Regions from separate parts of the Canis lupus genome. Here region 2 is linked to region 1. A link is a contact called in public Hi-C data. All regions are on one chromosome and are shown on one strand. The core of a region is the stretch at or near the end of the contact, and the rest is flanking DNA. Distances in the headings are between cores, read along the strand shown. Region 1 has its middle 74 kb from the start of SLC16A9. Region 2 overlaps CCDC6 (coiled-coil domain-containing protein 6).

The links. Hi-C and Micro-C count contacts between places; a contact is called where the count stands out from the background.
Region 2: a contact with region 1 is called in a Hi-C map of skin fibroblasts, with 2.8 times the contacts expected there. The contact joins two enhancer-like sites. A contact is called at or near these places in 3 of 9 Hi-C or Micro-C datasets (amygdala, blood and skin fibroblasts).

Annotation. Positions count from the first base shown.
Region 1 is chr4:12,516,875-12,521,318 of UU_Cfam_GSD_1.0, forward strand. No RefSeq gene overlaps it. Among named protein-coding and RNA genes, the nearest start is that of SLC16A9, 74 kb to the right of the region's middle. Within about 2 kb of position 1,762, at least 2 of the 20 cell types and tissues checked have an H3K27ac peak or open chromatin away from gene starts, as enhancers often do.
Region 2 is chr4:12,650,162-12,654,605 of UU_Cfam_GSD_1.0, forward strand. CCDC6 (coiled-coil domain-containing protein 6) reads right to left here. Exons shown (of 9, transcript XM_038533990.1): 7 at 2,411-2,511. The region is part of intron 1 of LOC111095450 (a long non-coding RNA gene); the gene reads left to right. Among named protein-coding and RNA genes, the nearest start is that of MRLN, 36 kb to the left of the region's middle. Within about 2 kb of position 1,755, at least 3 of the 20 cell types and tissues checked have an H3K27ac peak or open chromatin away from gene starts, as enhancers often do.

The DNA.
Region 1 (4,444 bases), core at 512-3,011:
AAATAAATTTCTGTGTTTATAAGCCACTTGGATTATGGTACTTTTGTATAGCAGCCCGAACTGACTAAGGCAAAGGCCATTTCATACCAGCTGCATCATCATCAGCATCAGCATCACCATCGGGGCAAGGATTTCAGGGAGGCCAGGGAGGCACTCATGTCAGGTTCATCTTGAACCTTCACTTAGTCCTAACACCGATTACTGTCATCAGTAAATACTTAGGTTGCAAGCTCCTGCTTAAGGCCTGTATATGTTATTAATTTAGTGAATTAGAAGAGGAAATGGAGTCACAGAAATGGAATCAATAGACATCCTGTCTGAGCTACACAGCTAATGAAGGGTAAAGCTTAGATTTGAATTGTTGACAATAAACAGGTCCCCTAAGGTTTGTGCTTCCCTCCCCAGCTTTATTGAGATACTGACAAATTCAAGAGTGTGTATATTTAAGATGTCATGTGATGATCTGACAAGCATATGCATCGTGAAATGATTACCACAATCAAGCTAAGGTTCTGATGTTGGGAAACCGGGAGCCTTAGGATATTGACTCTATCCAGCACTGACTACAAACATATCTCTGCAAAAATCTGATGACTTATTTTTAATAGGAAATTTGTGGGATGAAGCAATGATTAAGAACGGTAAGTTAATCAATAAAGTTCTCCCACTGCCTAACAGTATGACCACAAGTGAGTCAATCAGCATTTCTGGACCAGTAAGGAAATTGCAAGCTCACATCTTTCCAACAGAAGCAACCGATAAAGAGATTAAGGAATATGGGTGCGAGATAATAGGGAAGCATGTGAGGTTATGGATATCAGTAAAGCTTCTGCTCTGTCTCCTGGTTTTCTAATGCCACTTATTTTCAACCTACGCTGCCCAAGCCAACATGTCTGCTAGTGAAATTCAGCTGCAGATTGGGTTGCAGACCCACGAAGTGAGTGCAATTTCCAGGGTGTATCGTCCACGGCCAGAAGCTAATTCCTAACTTGGAGTAACTGAAGGCATCAACTCAACATTTTACAGTAACAGCTAATGGAGATGCCAAGCTCTCTGGCTGAGCCAAGTCATCTGTGAAACGTGGACACAATTCAATTCAAATAATAGAACAGTAGCAGCCTGGATTTGTGATTCTGCGTGACTCTCTGCTTCATTCAAATTGGACCCACTACACCGCCCGATTTCTCAGCAGGCAGTTTAGCCTGTAGGAGACATTCCATACCCAGCAACAAATCTCATTTCCTCTCAGACTGAAGAAGACAGCAAAAGCCAGATGGCCTTTCAAGGCTGTTAATTATGCTCAATGATCCCAAGATGGATGCGGCCTACTTCTCGACTTTTTCCTCCTATACCACAAGGTGGGGCTGAAGCACAGGAAATGCTTCTTAAGCGGTCAGGTGTTGCCAGCTTGGAAAAGGCAAAAAGAAGGCAAAGGCAAAGATCCTTGATCTTGGGCAGCTGAATAAGAAAGGAAATCGCAGGCCTAGGAAGGCCCCACAAGGAAGGCCTCAGTGCATAGTGAATTCCTATTTATTCTTAGTAAACCCCACAGATGCCTGAGTTTCTGGAGCTCCAGGCTGCTGGTAAATTAGGTCTGAAAATTCAAAGGAGCTTAAAAAGCAATTAAATCACACTTTGGTTCAGTAATGAAGCCAGCATTAAGCAATGGGCCAGTTAATGAATATAATTGAGCTCAGAGCCGAAAGAGCCACCAAGTCTATGTTGTAAATTCTATGCCTGTTAAGAGCTGTGTGTGTTTACAGGTGAGTTAAACAGTGAAGGAACCCCCAGGAAGGCCCTGCTGGAAATTGTAAACAACTTGTCACCTCCCCAAAACCCAAGGAGCAAAGAGAGTAAGGAGGCAGGCTTCCCCACAATTTCTAGAATGGCATGGTCCACTTGTGGCCATTGGCTACTTCCTGAAGAGAGGTGGGAGGTGTGTTTAAAATACACACTGGATTTCAAAACAATGTGATCTCATTAATCACATTATATATTGATTATATGTTGAAATGATAACATTTGGGATCTACTGAGTAAAATAAAATATTAAAAGTAATTTCCTGTTTCTTATTTGGTTCCTAGAAATTCTTTATATATGTGGCTCACATTGTTTTTCTATTGGACATTGCTGTTCTAGGAGCTAGACAACTGGCACAACTATATCACCTGTAAAATACTGAAATATTTTGGGGGCATCTGGGTGACTCAGTCTGTTGAGTGTCTGACTTGATTTTGGCTCAGGTCATGAGTTCAGGATCGTGACATGGAGCCCCACCTTGGGCTCCACATTGAGTATAGAACTTGCTTAAGATTCTCTCTCTCCCTCTCCCTTACCCCCAACCCCAGCTCATGTGTGTGCCCATGCATTCTCTTACTCTCTCTAAAAAATAATAAAATAAAATAATAAAATATTGAGATATTTCCATACCAGCCAGATGATACCACTGCCCTAGTCCCCAGGCCTTCCTGTATCTTCATTGCTGCTCAGTGCCTCAGCCCTGCAGTGCCCATCACTCCATCATTCCTTTGCTCAAATTCTTCCAGGGAATATAAAATGAAAACCTTAGAGTTTCTGGGATGCATAGTGGCTCAGTCAGTAAGCATCTACCTTCAGCTCAGGTCATGATCTCCTGATCCTGGAATTGCTGAGCAGGGAGTCTGCATTTCTTTCTCTCTCCCTCTTCCCCTCCTCACTGCTCATTCTCTCTCTCCCTAATAAATAAAATCTTAGAGAAACTGGGAGTTTCTTATAACAAAAAAAATGCATTTCCAACCTCACAACCCAGCTATTCTACTTCTAAGTATTTCTCTCAAGAGGAATAAAAACATACACCCACAAAAAGACTTATACAAGAATATCCATAGGGACTTTATTCATAATAACCAAAAACAACCTAAATATCACCAAATTGTGGTACATTCATACTATTGAATACTACTCAGCATTTAAAAAAAAAGAACTATTTTTTAAAAAAGAACTATTAAAAACACGATATGGATCAAAGTTACCAGATTTAGCAAATTAAAATATAAATATTGCATGGGACATACTTTTACTAAAAATTATTTGTTGTTTTTCTGAAATTCAAATTTAGCTGAGCATTGTATACTTTATCTGCAAACAACAGGGCTTAATCCCAAAAACATAATGTTAAGTAAATGAAGTCAGATGCAAAACAGTAGATCCTAAATGATTCCTTAAAAAGAAAAACTTTATTTATTCATGAGAGACAGAGAGAGAGACAGAAACAGAGGCAGAAAGAGAAGTAGGCTCCCTGTGGGGAGCCCTATGCAGGACTTGATTCCCGGACCTGGGATCATGCCCTGAGTAGGAGGCAGACATTCAACGGCTGAGCCACCTCAGGCATCCCGTAAATGATTCCTTTTATATGAAGTTCACCAACAGGTAAAATTAATATTTGCTGATAGAAATTAGAATAGTGGTTGCCTCTGGGAGATGGGAGGTGGAGATTAACCAATGGAACCTCTAGAGTACTAGAAATGTTGACTGGGCTAAGTAATTACACTGGTGCATACATTTGACAGAAGTCATCACTTTGCATATACTTCATTTTACCTCAATTAAAAAAACCCCAACAACAACTATCTTCCATGGATTCTCAATACCTAAACTCTTGACAATAGTATACAAGGTCCATCCTTCTCTTGCCATTATTTATCCATTATCCTTCCATTATTCTTCATGAGTCCTACAGGCCAAGTGTGATAAATCCTCTACTCATCATTTCACCTCTGCTTTGGCTCTGTCTCCTAGAAGCTGAAGACTTTCTAAGAGATGTAGACCAACAGTCTTTTCTGGTACATTATATCTTACAATCTACCTCTATGATACCACTGTCCTGTTGCATTATTGCCACTGTCTACACCACAGTAAACTATAAATTCCTGTAGGGCAGGGACTTTTCTTTCCTCTCTGTATTCATGCGGGACAAAGTAAGTCACTTAGTATCAACCATGAGTGAAGGAACCAAATGTTCAGTCTAACCTCTCTCCTTAGTTCCTTACCTAGAAGCACACATTTTTTTTCAAATACAACATTAAGCACATATGTATATATAAAAAACATTTTATGGTCAGAAGAGAATGAAGGGCACAGTTTCCCTAACCAGAAGTAAACACTATGTTTTATTTGAAATCATTCCATAAATGTTCTATGCATAAGCAAGTATATATTATTTGTGCGTATATGTACATAGATTTATATATTCCTCCTGTTTTTACAGGTGGGAGATACTGTGTCACTTATTCCCCCTTTGACACTCCCATTCCTAACCTATTTTATGTCCTATTTTTTGTCCCCAGGAGGTGGTCCATGTATGCCTCATTATCCAGATTTCTTTGCTGGCTGGTTTCCTATTGGGTTTATCTAGTGAGAGACAATGTACAATCACCAACAAGTGATCTGGAGGGTATGCCAGAG
Region 2 (4,444 bases), core at 505-3,004, 130 kb after region 1:
CACTCACCATACTTAAAATGGAAATAAAAGCACACACACACACAACATAATTCCACTAAGAAAGTGATTAGATATTCTTAATACCAAGAACCACAACTTCTTCCAATAAAAACTAAATTGAAAGGCAAACTTGAAAATTCAGGTTTTGCTGATATACTATGTATAGAACTGCAAGGGACTAGATAAGGAGTAATTCTCTGGCCAAATATGAGATAAAATCTACTTTAATGATATTACACAACTTTAAAATAAGACACAAAAAGGTTCTTCTCACTTAGGCTGGCTGAAAGAAAAAAAAAATCTAGGTGTTACTTATTACTTTGTCCAAGGGAAAAGTAAATGGCTCATCTCTACAGGAAAGTCCCCCATACAGAGACAGTTGCAGTGAAAGTCAAAATTATGTACACAGAGTAAGATCTTCCGATTGAGTATCTATTACAACAGAAGTTGATATTCCCAACTAAGGTCTGATTTTTGCTTTTGCTTTATTCAAAGTCCACAACATTACACTTAATGAATTGGAAAATACATGCCTCTAAGGATTTCTTTAGGTTTAAATAAATCAAACAGAAGGCTAAATTATACTAAATATGAATCAGCATCACCATCAACTATAAAAACTATCTTCCATATTGCTCCTTCCTGAAGCATGCCTTCCTTTTATGTCAATAAGTTAGAAGGCAAAGAAGGACTTTATCGTGGTAATGAAACTGAAGTACTGTTTGGGGAAAATGGAGAGGCAGCAAGAAAGAGGGAGCTTTTGGAGAGATTTAAAGGCCACCAGGGAACAGGAGAAACAGATTCCAGAACATCCTTTGGGAAAGAACAAGGGGAGATGGTCACGCACTGCTCCATGACACGAAGTCCTTTGGTTTGTGAACAACTCCTCTTTACCCTGCCTGAACTGGACAAAAGTTGCTATGCTTTGTGCCGGATGTTCTTTTGATTTCTCCTCTTGAAAATAAAAAGAAAGGAAGGTCCCAGCAGCAGAGCACTGGGCAGGATCTAACCTCAGCATGTGCGGAATGTGCATTACTGCGGCCTTTCCCCTCATCCACCTGAAAGTCCACCTGAAGGGCATTCCCTGTTGTCCATTGTCACAATTGTCACAACACACAAAGTCATAGAACCCCTAACACACAGCTGTTTTACTTTCCAAACCCACAAAGCCTCTTCCTGCCGCCATCCTTCTAAGCAGGCGCTCACTTTATTGTGCTGTGAAACTCCACTCCCCCACACACATACTTTCTCCCCAGCTCTGTTTAAAATCTGTTTACCAGCAAGCACAAGAAACTCAGACTTGTCCCTTTAGTCACAAGATGCGATCCCTTGGCTGCCTACCTTTTCTTCCCTCCCTCCACTCCCCTGGCAGGTCCCTGGCCCCCTGCTTCCTCTTTCATCCTTGCTGGATCATTGACTTGCCCTCCTGGCCTGAGAGCCCCACGCTGTGCTGGTTCTGAGCCAGAGACCGGGAGGGAGGCCTAGGGGGCTGGTTTTTGGGGTCAGATGAAGACAAGCACGCCTTTGAGGGAAAGGCTTTTGAGGAGCAAAGCCCAGATGCAGAAGCAAAGCCAAAAGCAAGGCCAGTTTCTTCATGCAGGGCCTGCCTGTTGGGGCCCAGTCCCACTACATGGGTCAGCTCACCAGTTGGCTCACTAGTCAGTTCACTGACCAGTTGGCTCAACCACCAGTCGGCTACCCGGTTAGCTCACCAGTCCTATTCACCAGGCAGCTCTCCAGTCTGCTCACTAGTCCAGCTTACCAGCTGGCTGACCAGCTCACCGGCTGGCTGACCAGCTCACCATCAGTCAGCTCACCCACCAGTCGGCTCACCAGTCGGCTCCCCAGCCACCAGTAATCTCAGGAGGCAGTTAGTGCTCCAAAGGACAAAGGATTTGGGAAGCAAGACCTGCCCCGCCTTGCCACCTCCTGGACCTGTGACCAACAGCCACTGAACTTTTAAATCACTGCTTCAATTTTAACATGGGAAAATGATGCCTATATTAATTATTCTGAGAGTAGAAATGAGATATAATGTATGTAAAATAAAATAATAGAAGCCCCAGGAGGTGTGCTATGCTCCATCTTAGACATCTATGCAAGGCTCTGTCAATCCACTGGCACTTAAAAATCAAAGACAGTCTTTTAAAAAAGGATTTTTGGATTAAAATTCCTTTTCAACAACAACAAAAAAATGAAAAAACACCAGCTGGCCCTATAACATTTATGCTTAAAAATTTCAGGCTAAAACTCTGTCTTGATAGTGATTTGTTTTTCATGTTTCTGAAAAACACATGACTGTTCTCCCTCTGTTTACAAGATTTTTATATGCTAGAGGGGAGCATATTTGGGGATGCCTATGAAACATACCAGAAATCATCCACAGAAGTAGCTGAGAACGTGTACTCACCGGGTGATATAGGCCTGCTTGAACTTGGCGAAGGTGTGTAAGGGATCGGGCTGGACACAGTGCGAGGTCTTAATCCTTGTGCAGACATCTCGTTAAAATACCTAAAGGAGGGGGGGGGAAAGTATCAGAACTGCATGCATTATTTTTTTTTTTAAGATTTTATAAATTTGAGAGCAAGAGCAAGAGAGAGGGTGTTCACAAGCATAAGCAGGAGGAGGGGCAGAGTTGTAGAAGCAGACTCCCCGCTGAGAAGGGAGCCCATGCAGGGTTCAATCCTTTGAAATCACCAACTGAAGACAGATGCTTAACTGACTGAGCCACCCAGGCGCCCTGTGAATTGCATGCATTTCAGTAGTTCTTAAGAGAACTCCTAAGAGACAATGTTTGGGGTTCCTATCTTGAGGTCAAACTGGGTATTGAGAGAGTGATGCTATGGCTAAGAGACATGTATAAAGCAGGTGTCACAAGGCTCCACTGCTTAGTAAACACCCCTCTCCCTAGGGGTACAGGGAAGGGAAATATGGAACACTGTAGCTCCAGGTGGAGGCCTACTAACAGCTGTGCCATTCAACAGAGAGGACTGGGCTTTTCTTCATCAGATAATAATAGCTATGTAGAAATCTACCTCCACTGTCCCAAGGATTATTGGCACATCCATGTTTTGATGACTACATTTAAATTGTTATTGAAACTCAAACTCAAGCAAGCCCTGCAAGATTTATGTCATCAAATTAATGCTTAAAGTTAACAGGTATTCCTGTGAATTGAATATTTAAAGCTTAAAGGTAATGGTATTCCTGTGAAGTGGATATCAATCATTTACAAGGTAAGCCTTGCTTAATAAACAGCCACATACTGGAATGTAGCAAAGACTGAGCACTGTGCACCTACTGTAGTCCACCTGGCCACACCATGCCGGCTCGGACTTCATCCCAGATGTGGAAGTCACATTGGACCTGAGAATACTCAGGCCTGATCATCAGGAATGTCAGCCTTCACTATGTGAACAAGCACAGAATGCTGACAAGGAGAAATTTCTGCTTGAGAGACTTCCCAACAAGCTAACCTTCGGCCACATGTGCAGGCCTCTTTATCCCGGGGAAGATCTCAGCCCTGACTGCCAATCGGTTCACGACAAGAACGTTAACACGGCCATTTCCGCACTAGTTCATTTGACTCAAAGAAAACTGGGCTCCCAAATCTGACATGCATCTCTCAACTAGAGCCCCATTCCTAACTCTGCCCGCCTTTGAGGGCAGCCTGCCAAGGTGGCACCAAGTTGCATTTATTGTAACCTACGTCCAACAGGCAGCAAAACTGCCTCTTGGTCTTTAAGGAATAAACACACCTGTAGACACCTTAAGTTTCCAACTATTTTCTTTCTCCCCAATGTGACATCATCATTTATAACAGGGAGAGGAGTCTTTATTAAGCCACTGTATTCTAGCTGGGATAATGTGACCTATGAAAAGGTAAGGCAAACATCTGGAGTAAATACCAGTTTTCTGGAAAAAAAAAAAATTATCTGGAAGCCTAAAGTAGCTTCAGTATTTTCACCATGGTGGAAAGATGCTGCCCCTCAGAGTGTGCCGCACTCAAAATCAGGTACAGGGCACCATGTGGTGTTAATACAAGATCTGCTCTATGTCTTAAGATAGTATATAAAATAGTTTAGTATTCTAGCTGATGGTTTTAGTCAAATGGCTTTCAGAGGACAAGGATTTTAGTGAGAGGGGAACACTGTTGGAAAGAAATCAGTGAAATTCAAGGCTTAAAAAAAAGTTTATGATATAAACTTCTGAGAAAAAATATTTATTTTTTTCAAATGAGGAAGCATATATACAGACATTTTAATTATAAGCCATTATAAGTTTTTTTATTATAAAAATATAGACCTCCGTTATAGAAAACCTCAGATTTTTCTTAAAATGATAATACCACTGAACACAGGAAATTGATCAAAAGCTTTGTTAACAACCCTCTGGATCTATCCAGTCACGGAAAGAGAAAGGAAGTGATTATGAAGTGTTCTGG